2 separate regions of the Mus musculus genome follow, and region 2 is linked to region 1. A link is a contact called in public targeted proximity ligation data. All regions are on one chromosome and are shown on one strand. The core of a region is the stretch at or near the end of the contact, and the rest is flanking DNA. Distances in the headings are between cores, read along the strand shown.

What was found.
Region 2: a contact with region 1 is called in a targeted proximity ligation map of pancreatic cancer cells. A contact is called at or near these places in 6 of 39 promoter capture datasets (epiblast stem cells, fetal liver, hematopoietic stem and progenitor cells and 3 more), 2 of 130 datasets of targeted methods (embryonic stem cells and pancreatic cancer cells) and 1 of 9 other capture datasets (embryonic stem cells).

Annotation. Positions count from the first base shown.
Region 1 is chr19:24,584,522-24,589,140 of GRCm38.p6, forward strand. No RefSeq gene overlaps it. Among named protein-coding and RNA genes, the nearest start is that of Gm50341, 30 kb to the left of the region's middle.
Region 2 is chr19:24,424,726-24,429,344 of GRCm38.p6, forward strand. All of the region lies in intron 3 of Pip5k1b (phosphatidylinositol-4-phosphate 5-kinase, type 1 beta), which reads right to left. The region is part of intron 3 of Pip5k1bos (phosphatidylinositol-4-phosphate 5-kinase, type 1 beta, opposite strand); the gene reads left to right. Among named protein-coding and RNA genes, the nearest start is that of Pip5k1bos, 11 kb to the left of the region's middle.

The sequences.
Region 1 (4,619 bases), core at 1,105-3,604:
TTACCCTCAGTAGCATCCTGTTTGCACTTCAGGGCTCCATGCCTATGCTACTTCATCTCTGAGCTTCAGCACCCACTGATCTGTTGGTTGACGTGTAAAGCTTGGGTCCTCTTTGAGTTGGTGGCTTTGAGCCTTTTCAATGGTTTCTCAGTAGTCCTAGGGTGTACCACATCTATGGAGACAACCTGTTTCCATCCAGGAGCTAAGAATATAGAGCAGAGAGAGGTGATCTCTAGCCTGTGGGCCAACTCTAACTTCCTGATGACTATTTTTGTAAGTGGATATAAAACAGGTTTGGTTCTATTAATTAGTAGAATAAGCCACACCTATCTTTTTTTCATGTCTAAGGCTGTTCTTATGCATCTAAGGTTTTATACAACCTAAATGATGAACTTTCTGCTTTTTATTTTATTTTATTTTATTTTGGTTTTTCAAGACAGGGTTTCTCTGTATAGCCCTGGCTGTCCTGGAACTCACCATTTGTAGATCAGGCTGGCCTCGAACTCAGAAATCCGCCTGCCTCTGCCTCCCAAGTGCTGGGATTAAAGGCATGCACCACCATGCCCGGCATGATGAACTTTCTGCTTTTGAAAGTAAGTTTGCTGAACATGACCTAGAGGGGCGTGATGCTCATGCTCCCAAACAGCTTCTGATGCACTGAAGACACTCGGAAAAGTCTTACTGAAGGAGATGAACTGACTTCCCCCAAGTACTTATTCCACATGAAGGTATAAATCTGGAGAGAGACAGAGTTCGGGAGATGGTTCAGTTGGCAAACACCTGTCACACAGCTGTGGGGATCTGAATTTGGAGCCCAGCACCTGTGTGAAAGGGCAGGTGTGGCAGCATGCATCCTCAACCCCAGCGCTACGAGAGGCAAGGGGGAATGGTAGAGACAGGTAGATCTTTGGAAACTCATTAGCCAGCTAGCCCACTCAATGAAGGAGTCTTGTGTTTACCCAGAGACTATTTTACATAAAGTAAGATGGCACTGATCAAGGTTAGAGACTTAGTGCTGCTCTTTGGCTTTCACACATGCAACGCACACACACAGAGGAGGGGAGGAGATGATGATGACGATGATGATAGTGGTGGTGGTGATGGTGAAGAAGAGGAAGAGGAAAAAGACGAAGAGGAGGAAGAGGAGGAGGAGGAAGAAGAGAATAAAATCTGAATATATTCTGGATAGGCTGTTTAGGATTAAGATACAGATAGACAAGAGATGGGAAAGAACTGGGATAAAAAGAGATGTTTTAGTTGACTATTTATTACTAAGTAGTACATTACTTCCTGATGCTAAAATTCCCTCCCCAGGTGAGATATGAACATTGTCTACCCTCTTCTATTAGATCCCAGCCCTAAATCCAAGCATGATCCCATCACAGTTCACCCTGGGAAGCCTCTGATTTTATTGAGCTTGCTTACAGAGCAAGGGGGAGGAATGTGATGACCTCAAAGCAGACACTTCGGAAAGTCTTCTTCCAACACATGGCTCCCCACTCTCTACACAGATAGAGCATCCTTTCCTCTAGTCTTCTCAAGCATATATACTCAAGCTCCTCCCCAAGACCCTGAGGCAGAACTGCATCTAACCAAGAGGAGTGGCTACTCAGGTGAGGGTCCAATGACCTCTCCCACCCTTTCCTTCTCTGAGGGAATGTCCACGGTCAGCAAGCTCAGTTGTGATCGCTGATGGTTTTATTTGCAAACAGACACAGCTGGTCTTATAAAGATGGCTGTTCTATTCGGGCGATGGCGCAATGGCTTGAAGCAGCCATTTCATTCCACTTACGATTGTGTGGGTGGGGTGCTGCAATGGGGCTTGTCTAGGCAAACCTTTGGTTCTGTGTAGTGTTAATGAATATCATTTGGTGGCAGGTCAGCTGGCAACTGTGGTGCTCTTAAAGGTCCAGTTTCTGTGTAGTGGGAGCGGCTGTAGGTGGGACTCTGCTGCAGCTGCCCAGCTTCAAGATAATCAGACTTCCAGAGGCAGCTCATGGCTCCCAGAGCAAACATTTCCGCAACGAGACAAGAACTTCCTTGTCTTTGATGACCAATTCACAGAAGTCATATGGGTCCTCTTCCTCTTTCATTGGCTGAAGCATCCAGGAGCCTGCCCAGATTCCAGGGGGAAGAGAGGAGACAGTGCCTGCCTTTCTATGGGAAAGCACCAAAGAGTTTGTGACAATGGCTTTAAAATAGCCCAGGAGGTAAACAGCTGAGGGCAGGTAATTAATATTTACTATCTAAAAGGTTTCCATGGGTCTTTCACCATAATCTTAATATAAAGCATTATTATTCCCATTTTATAGCTTAGAACATATATTGAAGATTAAGTGGCTCCTAATGAAATTATTCTTGATGACTGAGCTAGTGAGTCATGGAGCTGCCACCGCAACTGAAGGTCATCTGATCCTAACTGTGAACCGTGATGTTGATCATAGAGAAAGAAAGTCAACTGTAACAAATGGGGACTTTATGGGAGTTAAGAGGCTGAAGGAAAAGCCTGGGGGCTTTGTTCTCTCTCTCTCTCCCCCTCTTCCCCTCCCTTACCCTCCCCCTCTCCTCTCCCCCTCTCCCCTCTCCCCCTCTCCCCTCTCCCCCTCTCCCCTCTCCCCTCTCCCCTCTCCCCTCTCCCCTCTCCCCTCTCCCCTCTCCCCTCTCCCCTCTCCCCTCTCCCCTCTCCCCTCTCCCCTCTCTCTGGAATAAAGCTGCTGGTGGCAGCAAGCCCCTGAGAAAACAGAATGTCCTGCCATAGCCATACTCCCTGGAAACCAAGTCCTCAAGGTGCCACACCTACGCCTGGTCAGTCACGCCTGCCAGTATGTGCTCAGGATCACCACCATTTCAACAGTCAAGAGAGTGATGCTGGAGAATGGCTCACCTGCCTTCTGCAGCCGCCTTAACCCTTCCTCCAGGGAACCCAGACTGACATGGAGGTAAACTGTGGTCCCAAGCTTCCTCAGAAGCTTCCCACAACCTTACCCTCCAGTACCCTCCCCACCCCTACTCCCCCTCCATCTCAGCTCAGCAGGACAGGGCATCACATTGTCAAAGCCACAGTGCCATCACCCTTTGCCTCTTAGCTTCCTCCCCTGGGGAGAGTGTAGAGCACAGCCCTGTAGCCCTAGGGCACCAGATCTTGCTGCATCTGCTGAAGTCCTCATCGCTGTTTTCTTAGTTACTTAACTTCAAGTTATTTAATCTCATTGAATTTTATTGTCTTTCTTTTTCTTTTTCTTTCTTTTTTTTTTCAATCATGAGATGGCAACATCTTCAGAGACATTTTTAGAAGATTAAATCAATATTTGAAAGGATTATAACAACATTTGGCACTTGTAAGGTATTCAATAAATCTTAATATCATTGTGCCAGGCTGGTCTCTAAGGTTTACATGTGCTGAGTATATTTTTGCCAATAAATCAGTAGCTTAGCCTAGATCCTTATTCTTTTATCCCATACAATTGTAATGACCTCAGAACAGAGGAGGTCTATATTCTTGTTTCCTCTGGACAAATGAATGCTCTGTAAAAACCATCACATTGTATTGATCTCGGATGTGCTGGGCACCACACCAAGCATTTCAAAGACGTTATCTAGAACCTTTGCAATAGCTTACTAAGTTAAGACGATGACTATCATTTTTCCGATGACAGAGGAGGATACAGAGAAGGAACTAGCTAGTAAGGAGCAGTTAGTGTTGAGATAAGAAATCCAATGATCTTCTTTCCTTATACCATATCTCACTCTTTCACAACATACAATTCCATGTCCTCACCCTGCTTAGAAACTCAAGTAAATAGGCAAATGGATTCCCAGGCTCTAACCTAATCATCAGCCCTGGAGGGAAGGGCTATCATGGGCTGAGCTATCTCACTGACCCTTGTTTTGTTGTTGAGACCAAGATCTCATGAAGCCCAGGCTGGCCTCAAACTTGCTATGCAACAAAACCACTTTTGGACTCTGGATCTCCCTGCTGCCATCTCCAAAGGGCTATGGTTACAGGAGTATGTCACAATAACCAGCTTGGAACATTTAGAAAATAAGCATTTTAATGTGGTAATTTAGTCCCAAATTAATTTTATAGCTACAGTGTTGGTACTTGCCAGCTCAAACCCTCTGTTGTAGTTAAACTTAACCACTCAACACACCATACAGACCACATCCGACTCCCATCTCCATGTGTTTGTTTATAGCATCCACTCAGCTGGAATAGCCCTTCCTACTGCTTTATAACTACGTCATTACATTATGCCTACATCATAGTACAAACCCTACTGCTTAGCAGCCAAGCCAATGATCAAGAACTACAAGGAGCCCAAGATTTGACTCCCAAGTTATCTACTTATCTGTCTTCATGGGTTTGTGTTCTGGTATAAACACACAAAAAAATCCCGTAACATATAATTGATGGATTCTTTCCTAGTGCGATGGTGATAGAGACAGCAGCTGCATATCTGTGCCAGTGCCTCTAGTCCTTATACCTACAGGGCAGTGTGAGAAAGGACAGGTGAGCCATCACACCTGCTGCCTCTGCCACCCACTGCTATGCTTTTACTCCACTGCCACTTTGGAACCATAAGCTTAGTTAAATTCTTCCTAAGCTGCCTTGGTCATTT
Region 2 (4,619 bases), core at 1,111-3,610, 160 kb before region 1:
GCACAAGACTGAGCTCCGAGAGGTTGCAAGGATAGACAGAAGAGTGGGCACAAGGGTAGGTGCTCTGCCTCTTTCACCACTGTCTCAGCTTTAGAACAAGCTGCAGATTCGCACTCTACCCTTCCCATGCTTCTGAGAGTCTACATCTGCTTTTCAAACTGTTTTACTGTTCCTTCGAATTTGTCAGACAGCAAATATGGATAATCCCTGACTGCTCGTTCGCTTCACAAGAGTGTCAATCAAGGTGCTGCACTGTCGAACTGGGATGCTAGCCAATCCCATGTCTTGATTTGCAACAACATTGGGGGGGGGGAAGCCTTTGCTTAGGCCAACATCTAGGAAGAATGGATCCTTCAGAGACAGAGTTAGCATTTGTTGCTAAGTTCTCCTGTGAGGAGTAGCTGATTATTAGCACTTCATGGACAACAGACAAAAGGACTTAGGGATGACACATGACCAGCATCAACTTTCAAACGCCTATGAAGTGATCCAGGAGAGAGATAACCCAAATCACCATTACAGTTGACTTTGATAAAGCCATGGAAGCCACACTTAGCCCTTTTTTTTAAAAATTGTATTATTCTTATTGTGAACATGTATGTGGGTATGTGTACAAGCCTATGTGCATGCATGTGTGACAGCAGGTATGTGGAAGTCAGGGGACAACTTTCAGGAGTTAATTCTTTCCCTCCACTGTGGGTTCTAGGGACAGAACTCAGGCCATCAGTACCTCTGCCTGTTGAGACATATCAATGGCTGTAAACTCTTTCAAAGTATATTTGTGACAATTCAATCATGCAAAGTAGAAATTCTACCTTGTCTGACCTTCCACCCAACACGTCTCATCTCTAGTGGAAGATCTCAGATTTCAGACTTCAGAATGCATCCCCACAGAGCGTATATGACAACTTTAGGATTAAAAGAAAAAGCTATAGATCTCTTAAAGCAAGTGCTGTGTGGATTTCAAGACACTTGCTAAGGACCTCCCTCTGTGCTTATGCACAAGTTGCAAGAGATAGGCCACGACACTCCTATTGTGATGGCCCATGAAAGACTCTCATGCTATAGACTACGGATAGTTTTAGTAGTCCACAAGAGCCAGCAGAAGATTGTAAGGCATGCACTGGTCAGATTTGTGGGTTTATTTATTTATTTATTTATTAAGAAATATAAATAAAATGTCACTTACTCAAAAATGCTTAGAACCAGAAATGTCTCACATTTTGAGTTCTGTTTTTTTTTTTTTTCTGGTAGGATATTTACTTGCATCTACATGATAGGAGACTACGGGTGTGAGACCAAAGTTGAAACATGAAACTCGTTTGATGAATGTGCTTTTACACAGCATGCTTAGTGTGCGTATGCTTAGACTGTAGCCTGTTAGGAGGGTCAGGTGTGGCAGTTTCCTGTGGTCATGACACTGTTTTCCCAGTATGTAGATACTGAAAGTTTGGACTTGGGGGTAAACATTATAAAAAAAATTACACTATATGCATGTATGTAAATTCTTACATAAACTAATAAAAATATTTTTTAAAGTTTTGGATTTTGAAGCACTTAAGGATGCTTAGTCTATATACGTCTGTAGAGGGAGTTCTTAGAAGCAATATCAGAACAAAAACATTCTTGCCACCAAGCCTCTCTTTATCCTGTAGACCTTCAAATTGATGAATTGAAGCTGAACTTGATACTTGTCCCATGGGCTTCCAATCCATACTGGCTGTCCTGGGACTCACTTTGTAGATCAGGCTGGCCTCGAACTCAGAAATCTGACTGCCTCTGCTTCCCAAGTCATGCGCCACCACTGCCCGGCCCCCAATCCACAGTTTTAACTTCTTACTTGGTTCTTCTCTTCAAGCCCTCATTGGCGTTACCCAACCAACATGCCCATGTTTAAAAGATGTCACTGTCCCTAGACAGCCTTCTCCATCTCTACCCATTAAGAACTCTGTGGGATTATCAATTTTTCCTATCATTTCCTCGGCTCACACCCAAGTCAGGACCCGCCCCACCCTCTCAGTCTACTATTTTAGTCTAGGCCACTAACTATCTCTTAATGTAGCTCTGTTGGCATTCTGGGCCAATGTGCTGAAGTGCTGTTCCGGAGTGTGTACTTCCGGAGGTGTCAGAGAAACACTGTCATCAAATGCTAGTGGCAGCCCTCTCCCTCGTTGTCACAACTTTGTCTGCTGACCCCGTGCAGACAAAACTGGCTCCAGCTGGGAACTGCTCACCCGTTCATTTTTGCTTGTTCAGAAGTTTCCACCACACCAGCTTCACCTCAGTTCCTGGAATCTACCTGGCTGCTTCCTGCCTGCAAGGCTTGGCAAAAGCCATCCTCTCTGACCAGTGTCCTCTTTCCATTCCTCTCAGCTGCTTTGTTCTCACACCTGTAACCGCAGGCCCCACGTCAGCTCCTTAGAGGAGTTCCCTGGAAGCAATGCCTCAACAGCAGCGCCCACGCCCCCTTATTCTTTTCACATCTCCGTAATTATTAAAATGGCTTGTTATTTCATTAACCTTATTTTTTCTGGCCTACCTTTTATCAAAACAATGACAACATTATTTAGGGCGATGATTCTTGCTTTCTTTGGCTTCTGTTTTACCTTTAAGGCACAGCACTAAGCCAAGCTAAATAAATATTTGTCAACTGATTAACCAAATGCTCTTTATATTCCAGGCCCAGACCACACCCACAAGAAATGACGAGGTCATACTGTAAACACATACCTCAGGGGAGTTAGGTTACCAGGCCATTTAGGTTCTCTGTGAGCAAGGGTTGCTGCTCCACAAGGAGGCTTCTGTCCTTCCTGGATGAGGAGACGTCACCGGGTGGAGGTGGGAGCAGTACCTCTTCCCTCAAGGAACAAGGTGACAAGACCTCAGGCAAACCCCATTTCCCTTAAATGGAACCTACATTGTGTCTGGGGGTGACTGAGAATACTTACACGATGAAGTTGGACAGAAAAAAAGGAAAAGAAAAGAAAAGGAAAGGAAAGGAAAGGAAAGGAAGAAAGAAAGGAAGGAAGGAAGAAAGAAAGAAGGAAGGAAGGAAGGAAGGAAGGAAGGAAGGAAGGAAGGAAGGAAGGAAGAAGATTCACAAGTGACAAAAATCTAAATTTTCAGGTCTCCACAGAGAGACAAATTCTTTTTTCTTCCCTTCTCCTCCTCCTCCTCTCTCTCTGTCTATGTCTCTGTCTCTCTGTCTCTCTCTGTCTCTCTCTCTGTGTCTCTCTCTGTCTCTCCCTCCATGTCCACACTATGTACCTCTGGCTGGCCTGGAACTCAATATGTAGAGTAGATTGGTCTCAGCTTACAGGAATTCCAGGTACTGCCACCTTACCCAGCCCTCTCTTTTATGATGTGCTGGATATCTCAAAGAGCATCATTTCACCAAAGAGGAGTAGCAGGCTCACTTCCCCTTTCTAGTATCATAAAAGTCACTGGTACAGGACCAACAGAGGATGGGCTGTACTCAGCAGAAAGGCAGGTGTTCACTTGGGAGACCTGGATTGCCCCTGGGGAACTTTTGAAGCAGACCCAGGGCTTCCTCTCTCAGATCTTTGCTTGCTATAAGTGGATTAATAGCGAAGCGTTACACCTGAGAATCTACCTGCCGCCAGCTCACCAGGTTCTCAATGCTGATTTCCTCCAAATTTTCTCATTTATAATATTTATCTGCCAGATAGATTTCACTCCTCACTGCCAATCCCGAGCTCCACTCTCAAGAAAACACTTGGAGTCAGTCGCTTTATTTATCCTTTTCTCTTCAGCACTCTGCACAATAACCTCAAAATATGTTTATTCCTCATTTACAAATTACCAGAAAATTACTATTTTATAGGAAAAAGTACCCTTATCCTCCAGGTTGTAGTTTGGATTCTGTGTGAAGGTAAAACACACACTGGCTTTTCGATCACTGAAGCGAGGAAAATGTTTCATAATTAATTGTTCAGCAGTATTAATCTCTTTTTTCCAATTCAAAATTGCCATGTTTATCTGTGTCACTTGTTTCTGTTATTATTGTGAATAATTCAGAATGCCCCCCCCACATACACATGCTACACACATACACATACTACACATACACACACACACACACACACATACCACACACATATACACATACACACACCATACACAAATGCACATACACAATACACACACACCATATACATACACATACATACACACACGGTGTCCACCTCCTCTGAGACGGGGTGCCAGTCTAAGGATCATGCTAGCCTTGAACTTGCTTTGCTCCTGCCTCAGCTTCCCATGCAATCTTTTAAAGATGTGCCTCACCATACGTGGCTCAGAATGGTCAGCCTCATGTCACTGGCAGCACCACTGTCTGGATACATTATTCAGATCTTAGCGGAGGGGGTACGGCAGACTCTGGACACAGACAGGGCTGGTCGTCCAGCCCTATTCTGCCACTAGTTACTTAATCTCTCTGTATCAAATTTTTCTCATCTGTAAAATGGGAATAACAGGACAACTGTCCATTTTCATAAAGAATTAGTTCTAGAATCCCCATAGAAATGCAAATCTATAGACGCTGTCAAGTCCCTTATATAAAATGGTGTTATATTTGAATATTACCTACATCCAACATC